Linked DNA regions of Sus scrofa: region 1 is linked to region 2. Evidence: chromatin contacts called from public targeted proximity ligation data. All regions are on one chromosome and are shown on one strand. The core of a region is the stretch at or near the end of the contact, and the rest is flanking DNA. Distances in the headings are between cores, read along the strand shown. Region 1 holds the start of TAOK2 (serine/threonine-protein kinase TAO2). Region 2 holds the start of PRR14 (proline-rich protein 14).

Region 1 (6,323 bases), core at 2,562-5,061, 430 kb before region 2:
ACCACAGGAAGACTAGGAGCTAAGCATCTTCACCTACCCTTTCAGCCCTCAATAAGTTCCATCTCCCTACAACCCTTACATCTCCTCTCAAGAATAAAAGATTGTGCCTCCCGGCCAGAACCCCAGATCCCCAAGTGTCCTGTCCCACAAGTACCATGCCCCATTTCCAGGCACCTTCCTGTTCCCCTTGGCGTTGAGGCCCCCTCCTTCCTCAACCTCTCACACCGTGGAAGAGCGCAGGAAATGGCCAGGCCGGAGGCAGTGGAAATCCGGCCATTGTTACAAGTGGGTACTGGCCCACAGGGGCCAAGAGACTTGCTCTCAAAAAGGGCTGGGGACACTGTGGCAGGGAGGAGATTTAGAATGGGAAGGACAGGGACAGAAATGGCCTCTGGCTCTGCGGGGTTCTCTGTGATCTGGGCTGCCTTCTTTGTCCAGTCCAATGGCATACATATTACTTTGCAGTGTACAAAGGACATTTATTGAGCATATAGAAAGCCCCTTACGTACATCACCTTCCATTCAATCCTCACCACAACCTTATGAGGTTTTACCATCACCCCTATTTTACAGAGGAGGAAATGGACTCAGACAGGTCAAGTGACGTGCCGTGCCCAAAGCTGGTCCTCTATCCCTGTGTTTTCAGAACAGCCCTATGAAACAAGCTGGGCAGGATCGTGATCTTCATTTCACAGATGAGATCACTGAGGCATAGAAAGGAAGGACTTCTTTCCCAAGGTCACAGTACAGGACCTTCTCCTCACCAGGCATTACTCCCTCAATAACTCACTCCAAGCTCAATCCCCTCCTGCAGGAAGCCTCCCCAGACTACTGTGCCCTTGGGGAGAGCTCCTAGAGCATCTAGCCAGAAATGTGCTGAAAACTCCAGCAGTACTTCACAGCCAAGACCCCCAAGGGGATTCCAGGCCAGGCTCCTGGCTAAGTACTTGTTGGAATTTAGGCACAAAAGAGTTTTCAGCAGAGCTGGACTCCCAGGGCAGAGTTCTAGCTCCTTAAAAGCACCTAACAATTTAGCATGTAATTATATTCTGTTGTGCATTGTTTCCTGTTGTGTTGTTAATTTTGTCTTCTCAGCCCAACTGGAAGCTGGAGGGCACGGAGCAAGCCTCACTCTCTGGTGGGCCCCCAGGGTGCAGAGGGCTCAGAATAGCCTGAGATTGATTGATTGCCCTGAGCCCAGCCCTAAGCAGCTCTCAGCTCCTCAAAGCAGGCCCCTTTCTCCATTCTCCTGCCAGCAACCCTGCTAAGCACCCCTCACCCCCACCACACACCCACACACAAAGGCAGGTGCTCACAACTTGCCAAAGGAATCTTCTTGACCTCTTTATCAGCACCCAGCCAAGAATGCCAACCCAGGACCCCAGAGCGCATGTAAGGGATGCCAGTGAAACATCACACAGGGCCTCTGCATCAAATAACAAACATATGAGTGGTTACCAAGGTCTGTGCTAAATCATAACCACCTTCTAAAATGGACAATGTTATCTCCACTCTACAGATGAGGAAACCCAAGTCTGTCGGTCCTAAGCTACACTACCAGCGCATATCATCCACAAAGTACAGCAACAGGGCTCTGAGTAAGTTCCTTACACTTGGTCTTCTCATCAGTAAAACGGATGACAGTGTGGGGCTGTTGTGAATTTTTTAATGAGATCTCATACTTGGGAGGAACACCATGCAGACACTCAGTATACGGATTTTTCTCTCTGCTTCCAGAGTCACCCAACAAGGCTCTAATGCTTTGGGGATCATCCTACCCTACCTACCTACAGCTCGGCTTTAACTGTTAAAGAGACACCACTGTCATTTGTCAGAAGAGGCAGCCCTCTCAGGAACCCAGGCCAAAGACTGGGATCAGGGTAAAAGATGAAGGTCACAGTAGAGAGAAAAATCCATGAAGCAAAAGGCAGAAGCCAGAACTTCCCATCAGGACAAGCTCCTGAGAATAGCCCTCAAGTAGCTCCTCTCTCTTCCATTCTTAAATCTCACCCCAACTCATTCTCCTCTGCACCCCTGGCTAACCCCAAGCACAGAACAAAAGAGATAACGAGAGACGGGTATGGCGCAGAGGGGGCAAGACTTGATCAAGGGCTTGGGTTCCAATTCTGATTCTGCCACTGTGTGACCTTGGGCAACCTCTCTGGGCCTTAATGTTCTCAACTGTAAAATGGGAAGACAGCAATCAATGAGCCCCTCACCAGATGAATGGAGGGGAAGAGGTCACATGAGAGAAGAGATATAAAGCACTTTGGAAATAAATTGCCAGACAAATGGGCTCACTTCTACCATCACAGCAAGAGGTTGGAAGGTAACAATAGGCTGGGGGGAAATATTGCCAGGTACCCCCAGATACAAATGCACTCACACACTTCCTTGAAAGGACAAGAAACCCAACCAGACCATGCCTGAAAAACAGATAAACAGACCCACCACAGGGATCAGAGGCATGGGAATCAACAACCCAGAGCAGTAAGGAAAGAGGGTTACAATCATGGAGAAGGGGTAGCAGTGAGGGGCAAAGTGAACAGAGAGACCAGAAGGGCACAAACCCATCCGATTAGCTCAAGCACCCTAGGGTATGACCCCCGGTGACATCGGAGACCCTGTCACCTGAGGTCCCCCAGCAACCAGGCAATAATGAAGGGAAGAGGAAGGGAAAGAGGGTGGCAGCAAAAGGCAAGGCTAGTCAGAGGCTGACCACTGGCCCCGTTGGGCTTCCCCATCCTGAGGACAGGGCCTACCCAGGGCCAGCTTCCCAGAAAGAAGCACCCTTTCTTCTCAAGCTAGACACAGGGACCCGCGCCCCTGCACCCCGTGTCTCACCTGGTAGGGGTCACTATGGTGCCCCAGCGCCTCCGCCTCCTCCTGGGGTCCTCCAGCGGCTCTGCCAAGCAGGGAGAGGGGCAAGGAGACCTTTCCCCTTGCCACCTCTTCCTCGGCTTTCGCCCTTCCTGAGGGGCGGGCCCGGGAAGCCTCCCGTGGAGGGGAGGGGGTGACAACCTGATCTGACCTCGCGGTCCAGTCCTCCTCCTCCTCGAGGGCGACAGTTGCTGAATCCCGGATTTCTGATTGTGGGGTCTGAGCCCCAGATATTTGAACGGGGGGAGGCTGAATCTGATATCTGAACTAGTGGGGAATGAACCCCGGATACTGGTACACGCAGGATCCTGAACACCAGATATTTGAAATTCTATGAAACAGAGCCCCAGGTTTAGAGAGGTTGGGACCCGAGTCCCGGATATCTGAAATCTGAGGGGCTGATACCCGGATATTTGAGAAGCGTGGGGTCAAGCCCGGAAATTCGAGACCGAAGGGACTGAGCCCCAGGTCTTCGGCCACCGACAGGGGGCCTACCCCGAGGACGGTCGACCGCACGGCCCCTCTCACGCCGGGGTCCGAGGGTGACAGCCTCCACTCCCGCCCCGGCCTCCTCCCTTTCCCCTTCTCTCTCCCGAGGATAGCGGAAAGATTGTAGCTAAGGGCGGTCCCCGTGCCCTCTCTCCCTCTCCTCTTCTCAGTCTCAGCTTCTCTCCGCACCACAGCCCCGGTCTCGTCCCGGTCTCCCTCTCCCTCTTCCTCCCAATTCCAAGATGGAGACCGGGCGGGAGCGCGCAGGCGCGGTAGAGACGCCGGGCCAAGGGGGCGGGGCTCAGAAGGGAATAGTCCCGCCCCCTCCCCTTACCGCTGCGGCCGGGGAGCTGGGCAGTAACCCAGCCAGAGTGCGCGCGCGCCCCGCCACGCGGACCCCGGGTGGGAGGAGGCCGGGAGAAGGGCCAGTCTTGGAGGGGGAGGAGCCCAGCGCGCTGTCCGACAACTGGTGGTGGAAAGGGCTGCGGCGCATGCGCCCGCCCCGCCTTAGCGCTGAGCCCGAGCTTGTTGCTAGGGGAAGCTTTGAGGGGGCGCGGGTGGCAGGAAATAAGAAGCTGCGATCTGCGCCTGCGTGCAGGGTAGAGGTTGGGAGGGGTAAGGGAAGACTGCTGCTGGGCGCGGAAAAGGCGGGAAAACGGACTGTCCTGCTTAGTAACTATCCAGCCGGGACGTGGGCTACCAAGTTCGAGGAATCTTTGCTGGTAAAATTCTGTCATATTTCTTCATTGCAGCATGACGTGCACAAGGTCACACTGCACTTATGTCAAAGCATTTCCATGACCATACCCGAGAGCTGCAGTAACCTATGCCCTATACCGACCTGTATCCCAAACTAGAGAGTCAACAAGGAAAAATCCGCCAAAACCTCGCAAGCCCCTCTACCCTAAAACTCCCACCTTAATCCAATTCCCAATGAACACCCTGGGAAACGCTGGGCAAAAAAAAAAGCCTTTTATTTCCTCCCACATTCCAGCTCTCCACTTTTTGTAACATCTCTTCCAACTCCGAACGAAGACCCAAGAAGTTCACACCTGAAGAGAACAAAATAAAAAAACAGGGCAGGTCAGAGGACCCGTGGAGGAAGCTCTGGGATGGCTGTAGAAATTGAGGAAGGAGCAGAGGAAGTGACAACTAGAGATAGGTACAGGCACTTATGCCAACTGAGATGGCCTCAGGACCCCAGGATCTGCCAGGAGTCAGAAACTCTTCCTTTCCAGTCTGCTCAGATCTAAGAAAGGCTGAGAGGGATCCGCCTTTCTCCATCCCAGGTAGGTGGTCGCGGAATTCCTGTGGCACAGCAAGTTAAGGATCCCACTTTGTCACTGCAGCGGTGTGGGCCACTGATGTGGCATGGGTTTGATACCTGGGCCTGGGAACTTCCACAGGCCACAGGCAGAGCCCCCCCCCCCCAAAAAAAAAGGAAAAGGAAAAAGAAGAAAACTAGGTAAGTCTTGAGGGTCTAAATCCTTTCGTCAGAGCCATTCCCTGGGCCTGTGCTGTTTCTTCTTCTCTCGCAGTTATTTCCTAAGGCACAGCAGCCAGCAAGCTGAGAACAGTTTAGGAGCTGGGTGTACAATATATGACTCATTTTCAAATTATATGAGACTCACCTGAAAGGGTGAGATTTTTTTACAGGATATATATATATATATTTTAACCATAATGAGCTGACCCACTAACTAGTCCAATATGTCCCACACTCCCACTTTGGAAGATGTGTTCCCTCCAAAGACCCTGCTAGCAGAATCAACTTTATCTAAATGGAATGATGGCTAATGGAAAAAGAGAAGATGCATGTGAAGTCCTTGGGCACGTAGTATGTGCCCAGTAAATGGAATCATCAATCAATTCCTTTGAGCAGTTCAAAATGAATTTTACAAAATTTGCATCATAAAACAGGGTATCAGAATTTTAGGACAAATGCAAAACAAACATTAATTCATATCCAGAACATATCAAATTTGAACCCTCTTCATTCACCACTGATGCCAAAAAGCCTGGATGAGAACTACACCTATGGATGAATCTTAAAATCAGAATGTTTAACCAAAAGAAGTCAGTCACAAAAGAATATGAGTCCACCCATATAAGGCACAGAAATAAGTAAAGCCAAACCATATTGTTTAGGAATGGCTCTTTCTCAGTTAGAATTGCCACCCCCGCCCCATACCCTGTTCCCACAGGACTGAGGCAAAGAACCTTACCTGAGAACGAGACAGGAACTAGGCCAGTGCCCTCAGAGCCGGGTTCTAGACCAGTGGGACTCCCGGCGCGGGGGGAAGCACAGAGCAGTGAGACAGCAGAGAGGGCCACAGAAGAGAAGCAGGAACGAGCCCAAAACCAGCAGCCTGGAGCCACACAGAGCCAGCTCCTCCTAGGGGTGAGGACAGGGAGGGGAGGAGGAATGATGGAGAGGCACTGTAGAGAAACTTCCCTTGGAAAGACATCTTAGATACCCTAACCTAAGGGCTATAGAGAGAAGCCTCCATGGGGGAGAGGAGCAACTAAAAGGAAAATGTTATTTTTATACAGGCTAACATTTGTCTTTTTTTTTTTTTTTTTTTTGTCTTTTTTGTTGTTGTTGTTGCTATTTCTTGGGCCGCTCCCGCGGCATATGGAGGTTCCCAGGCTAGGGGTCTAATCGGAGCTGTTGACACCGGCCTACACCAGAGCCACAGCAACGCGGGATCCGAGCCGAGTCTGCAACCTACACCACAGCTCACGGCAACGCCGGATCGTTAACCCACTGAGCAAGGGCAGGGACCGAACCCGCAACCTCATGGTTCCTAGTCGGATTCGTTAACCACTGCGCCACGACAGGAACTCCACATTTGTCTCAATGGTTTACAGACTGCTTTATTGCCCAAGCATCAAACTGAACATTCATAATGACATCAGGAGATAGGAACGTGCACTTTTTTTTTTTTTTTGGT
Region 2 (6,215 bases), core at 1,789-4,288:
TCCATTTTCATTTGTGTGCGAATTTTTCTTCCTTTCCTTTTTTTTTAGGGCTGCACCTGTGGCATATGGAGTTTTCCAGACTAGGGGTCAAATCAGGAGCTGCAGCTGCCAGCCTACACCACAGCCACAGCAATGCAGGATCCGAGCCACATCTGCAATCTACACCCCAGGTTGCAGCACCACTGGATCCTTAACCTGCTGAGTGAGGCCAGGGATCAAACCTGTGTCCTCATGGATAGCAGTCAGATTCATTTCCCCTGAGCCACAACGGGAACTCCCATGTATGTGAATTTTTAATATAAATGCGGGGACATAAAGCATTAATGCAAGTCAATATATTTAAGTGAACAAGTTTCAGCAATTCAACTTTATACCAATTATAAATAAACCTGTTAAAAATTTCTGGACAGGAGTTCCCGTCGTAGCGCAGTGGTTAACGAATCCGACTAGGAACCATGAGGTTGAGGGTTCGGTCCCTGCCCTTGCTCAGTGGGTTAAGGATCCGGCGTTGCCGTGAGCTGTGGTGTAGGTTACAGACGCGGCTCGGATCCTGCGTTGCTGTGGCTCTGGCATAGGCCGGTGGCTACAGCTCCGATTAGACCCCTAGCCTGGGAACCTCCATATGCCGCAGAAGCGGCCCAAAGAAATAGCAAAAAGACCAAAAAAAAAAAAAAAAAAAATTTCTGGACAATGCCAGCATTTGGATTTTTTTATTTGTCCTTTTTTTTTTTTTTTTTTTTTTTTTGTCTTTTTAGGGCTGCATTGGTGACATATGGAGGTTCCCAGGCTAGGGGTCCAATTGGAGCTGTAGCTGTCGGCCTATGCCGAAGCCACGCCAGAGCTGAGCCGCATCTGTGACCTACACCACAGCTCATGGCAACGCCGGATCCTTAACCCACTAGGCGAGGCCAGGGGTCGGACCCGAAACCTTGTGGTTCCTAGTCGGATTCGTTTCTGCTGCGCCTCAACGGGAACTCCAGGATTTTTTTTTTAAAAAGTAAATTTCTTAGTGACCGAAAAAACAAACTCAGATCAGGCAGGCTCTGCCTTTAAAAGCTTTTTTCTTTTTTTGCTTTTTAGGGCCGCACCTGCGGCATATGGAATCTCCCAGGCTAGGGGTAGAATCAGAGCTGTAGCTGCCAGCCTACACCACAGCCACAGCAACGTGGGATCCAAGCCTCATCTGTGACCTACACCACAGCTCACAGCAACGCTGGATCCTTAAGCCACTGAGCGAGGCCAGGGATTGAACCTGCACCCTCATGGTTCCTAGTCGGAGTCGTTTCCATTGCGCCATGACAGGCAAAAGCTTTTCATTGTCCTGAAGTCTGGGAAATACCTGGGTGTTTAAGCAGGAAAGTGAGAGTCTGTTGGGGGCAGGGGGTGTCAACTCACCAAGGTTGGAAGGGCTCTCCAAACACAGCAGGAAGCATCACCAAACCAGCAGGGGCTCATCCTCAGGCTACTTGTGTAGCCAGTCCTGAATGGGGAGAGGGGAATGAACACCTCAGCTGGAAGAACAGCTACCTATTTGAACTAGAAGCCTCATGGCGGATTTCCAAAGGACCCAGCAGGCCCTGTGTTATGAAGAGAGTTGCTGTAGTCCTGGGAGATCTCTCTGAATGAGTCCTTGGTTACCAAGTTGGGGTGTCTTCACTTTCTACACCAATTCTTACCAGTGGGGGCTCTTTCCATTCTACCCTTTCTGTGTCACTATTCTTTTTTTTTTTTTTTTTTTCTTTTTAGTGCTGCTTCCTTGGCACATGGAGGTTCCCAGGCTAGGGGTTGAATTGGAACTACTGCTGCTGGCCTACACCACAGCCACAGCAAAAGCAATGTGGAATCTGAGCCGTGTCTACAACCTACACCGCAGATCGAGACAATGCCAGGGCATTAACCCACTGAGCGGGGCCAGGGATCGCACTCGAATCCTCGTGGATGCTAGTCAAATTCGTGTCCACATTCACTGAGCCACAGTGAGAAATCCCTGTGTCACTACTCTTATCATTTAATCTCATAGGCGAGAATCATGCTGGGCTGGGTTAGGTCACTTGTGCACCGTCATCTCAGACGCAGGATTCTAGGCTTCAGGCTCTCTTGCTCCAGCAAGAAAATAAGTACTAGCTTGGACCAGGGAATCCTGGGGAAGGAGTGGAGGCATGAGTTTTGGTTAGGCGGTGAGGGTGCCTTCACAGTGCAAGAAGCCACTACCTCCCCACCACCAGCTGGCTCCTGGTATAAAAGTTTCAGGATGAAGCCCCTTTAAGCAGCAGGATTCCATCCCTGGTCCCTTACTACTATGGGACTGATTACACAGCCCATCAGCTAGGTCCCTCTTGAAAGAGGGCTCGGGGGAGGCCCGAAAAGAGAGGAAAGCGGCCGCACCCCACCGAGCACCCCAAGGTTGTTATTGGTCTCCTGGCACTAGCACCTCTATACTGAGCCCCCAGCGCCAGCGGCAGAAACCCCCGCTCCTCCAGGAAGAGGTACACAACCCTTGGGTGAAGTGAAGCTCAACGCCCCAGCCTCCTCCGCACCCCCGCTCAGCCCAGTCCCTCCAGGACGCCACGCAACCAGAGAAGCAGGAGGTGGCACCAGCCTGTCTCTGGTCCCCGCCACCCGCTGCCAAACACTTCCGTGCAACTCGGGAACCCGGTTCAGCAACCCACGATGGTACTGGAAAAGGCTTCAAAGGGGCCTCTCTAGGCAACTGGGAATTTCACATATCGTTAGCACTCAGTTCACGTTTATTGGCCCAAGTACGAAAGAACCGGAAGATGCCCTTAAAAAACGTGGCGGTACTCTAGCTTCATGACAGTTGCCTCAGTAGCTCAAGAACCTTGGCATCATCTTCGGCCACTCACTGGCCGGAAAAGATGACGCCATCCGGCCCACTGCGGTCCACTGAGGACAGCGCTATCTGCCCTCAACTATAATGGCGGCGCTGCCCAATTTGGCTTCTTGCCCCTAGGGATGATGGCCGCTAGGCGGCTTCACTTAGTTTCTCACCACCCCGGAAGACGGCGACCGGCGATTGGGCGTTGCCCAAAGGCTCTGAGAAGAAGGCCCTCGGCGGTTGGGCAGAGCTGGGTAAGGCTAGTTTTAAAGGAGCCGGAGGTGGGAGCCGTCGAAGACCCGGGATCCGCGGGAGGCGGCGGTGAGCGGCGCGCGGGGGAGGGCACCGAGCGGCTGAAGAGAGGGCGGGAGGAGGGAGGGAAGGAAACTTTTGAACCATCTGGTCCCGGGCTGGGGAGAGCGCTGGGCGGGGATCCGGGGAGGGCGGAGGGAGGGGGTCTGTGGGCGGGACCTCCCGGGATTGGAGTGAAGGGGGTATCTGCTTGACAGTGGATCCCCGGGGATCCGGACTGAGTTTGTGATGCTCAAGCTCGGGCAGCCCCTTTCTGAGTGGAGCTTTGTGGAGCCGAAGCTCACGGGGAGAGGAGGATCCTCGCGCGGCGTCTGACTGGAGGAACCGCGCTATAGGATTCTTTCAGCGGGGATCCAGTCTAGGGGATCTGGTAGGGGGGGAACCGTCGGCGTGTGGGAGTGTTCCTTCGGAGTCCTCGCCCACTCACTGGGAGTGGATGAGGATTACAGAGGGATCTGGCGGAAACTGAGCCTCTGAGGACCGGGATCCCAGCTGATCCCGGGGGATCTCAGGGCAGAATCTGAAGGGACAAAGGCCCCAGGAGGCTTGGGCCGTGGGAGAACTGGGGCCGCTGCAATCCAGGTTCTCGCGGCCAGGCAGGGCGCGAGTGATCCACTGATCGCGGCAGCAGCGGGAAGACACCCGTTCCCGGCGGCCAGACGAGGGCGCCCTTCCGAGCCCCAGGGCTCCGGCCCCTGGGCTACTGGGAGCCTCGGGCGGACCATGAAGGGCGGAGCCCCAGGGGAGGGGCTGGCCCTCACTCCCCGCTCCCCCGCTCCCCCCCAAACCCAGGCTGGAGCCTGGGATCCCCCAGGGACTCCCCGGAGCCGCCGCTTCCCCCATGGACTTGCCCGGGGACTCCAGGTGAGAGCGCACCCCGCCCGCCTGTCTTGAGCCCGGGAAACGGGGAGCCTGGTGGCCGTACCGGGGAAACCACAGAGCCAACAACAGGCTTAGAGGACCGTCCTCTGCTTCTCTCCACCTCCAGCCCGCCTGGCCGGCAGCGTCTGTGCCGCCAGCCTCTGGCTCGAGCATTATGGGGAGCCAGGAGCCCCAAACGGCCGAAACTGCAGCCCCTTGGGGCCCCTTCGCCCTTGGAAAAAGCCTCTCGGCGGGTCCTGGCTGTGGTCCTGGAAGATGTCATGGCTGCCCACATGGTGAGCCCCTTGAACTGAGAGGCCCCCTTCTCCCTCCCGTCTCCTGGGTACCAAAGCCAAACCCGTTCTTTAATGAGGATAACAAACACCTCATTCTCACACTCATCCATCAGGCAGCCTCCCACTCGGCTCTCACTTACTCTAACCTGGAAGTGGGTAGGGTCTCCTGGACCCATTCCTCACCACCGACTCTGCTGGGCTGAAACCACGTCCCTACGACTCTAAGTATGAGAAACCCTTCTGCTTTCTTCCCAGCCCAACTTCTAAACAACCCTTAGGAAGCAGGCTGAGGTCTTTGGTTCCACTGCTCAGATTAGAAAAACTGAGGCCCCAAATAGGGCAGTGACTCTCTCTGGGTACCTTCTCCTTTTCATTTCTACAAAGAAACCTGGGTGAATATTACCCAAGTCCCACACCAGCAGCTCAAGACACTCTATTATCTGGTCCTTAATTCAGCTCAGCTGACTTCTTGGGCTCGCGAATGAATTCTAGGCACGATGTCTGCCATCTGTATGGCAGAGGACACTGTTAGGCCCAGGGAAGCCCTGTCCGTCACCTTGCTCTCGACACCTCCTCCTCTCCTAGGTTCCCCTGGTGCCCCAAGAGGAGATCTCCACCCCACGGCACCGCAGCAACCATCAGGATTCCGCCCGAAGCCAGCCACCTGCCTCACCACCCCGACAAGCCACGTGGTGCTCACAGGCCAGGTGAGCATGGCAGGATGAGGGGTAAGCTGGGAACCCAGCTGAGCCCTACTGATCTTCCTGTTCCGTCCCTAGGCCCCCCGACCCACTGCGCTTATGCCGAGAGCCCTTGAGCCGTGTCCATCGGCCCCCTTCCACCCTGAGGCGGCGTTCAAAGCCAACACCTGGCCCAGAGGAAGGCCCTTCACAAAAGGTGGACCAGGCCCCCCAGCCCACTCTGGTGGTGATGCTAGAAGACATTGCCAGCCGCAGAGCCCCGGTTGAGGTATGCGAACTTCAGAGAATGATGTTGGGGGTTCAGCTGGGGGCAGGGGCTCCAGCGGGCATGGAAGACAGAGTAAAAGGGCTGAGTCGGGGGTGGATTTTTTTTTTTTTCCTTTTCTTTTTTAGGGCCGCACATGCAGCATAAGGAAGTTCCCAGGCTAGGGGTCGAATCTGCTGCAGCCATGGCAATGCCGGATCCAAGGCACATCTTCGACCTACATCACAGCTCATGGCAGCGCTGGATCCCTAACCCACTGATCGAGGCCAGGGATCAAACCTGCATCCTCATGGAAACTAGTTGAGTTCGTTACTGCTGAGCCACAACAGGAACTCCTAGGGTGGATTTTGCTCAGAGTGAGAACAGTTTTAGGTGAAAGAGACCTCTGCCTGAGCAAAGACCTATATGAAAAAGCCTTTAGCGTGAACCTAGGCAGGCCTCTGGCGACTGAGAGATTCGGAGTGTGAGGAGCTAAAGAAGCCGCAGGGGCCTTCCCTGCCTGCCCACGAACATCCCCTGTTTACATCCAGGGTTTTGCCGGTGAGACGCCCAACTTCATCGTCCCAGCAAAAAGGTGAGAGGGCTGGGGAAGGGATTTTCAAGATGTACTGGCCACAGCCATTATCCAGGTGTCAGAATTTGCTTGCCCAGTCCTTCCTTGTAGCACCTTCAGAAGCCTTAAGGGACGGGGAGGTGCTGGCTCAGGTGGGATCTGATCTGGAGGCTTCCTCAGCCTCGAACTTGCCCCTTCACCCCAGAGCTGAGCCCATGGTGAGGGTTCACCATCCAAAGCCTCCGCCCAGGGACCTGGAACCCCCATTCCAGCCGCCTGCCATGTCTACAGATCCTCCGGAGAACCCACCACCAGGTAAAGACTCAGATGGATGAGACTTGGGGTTCTGGAAAATTCTGGCTGAGCTTTTGAAGTGTCAGGTGCAGAGGTG

The links.
Region 1: a targeted proximity ligation map of alveolar macrophages shows a contact between it and region 2. A contact is called at or near these places in 1 of 47 Hi-C or Micro-C datasets (embryonic fibroblasts) and 1 of 2 datasets of targeted methods (alveolar macrophages).

What each region holds. Positions count from the first base shown.
Region 1 is chr3:18,175,835-18,182,157 of Sscrofa11.1, reverse strand. TAOK2 (serine/threonine-protein kinase TAO2) reads right to left here and starts at 3,811. Exons shown (of 18, transcript XR_002342897.1): 1 at 2,845-3,811. It overlaps TMEM219 (insulin-like growth factor-binding protein 3 receptor), which reads right to left. Exons shown (of 7, transcript XM_021088010.1): 6 at 5,595-5,764; 7 at 4,324-4,421. The coding sequence ends at 5,627.
Region 2 is chr3:17,748,203-17,754,417 of Sscrofa11.1, reverse strand. PRR14 (proline-rich protein 14) reads left to right here and starts at 3,038. Exons shown (of 12, transcript XM_021086416.1): 1 at 3,038-3,157; 2 at 3,941-4,012; 3 at 4,137-4,305; 4 at 4,891-5,012; 5 at 5,085-5,274; 6 at 5,802-5,845; 7 at 6,030-6,139. The coding sequence starts at 3,990. It overlaps LOC110259905 (a long non-coding RNA gene), which reads right to left and starts at 2,776. Exons shown (of 2, transcript XR_002342364.1): 1 at 1,396-2,776.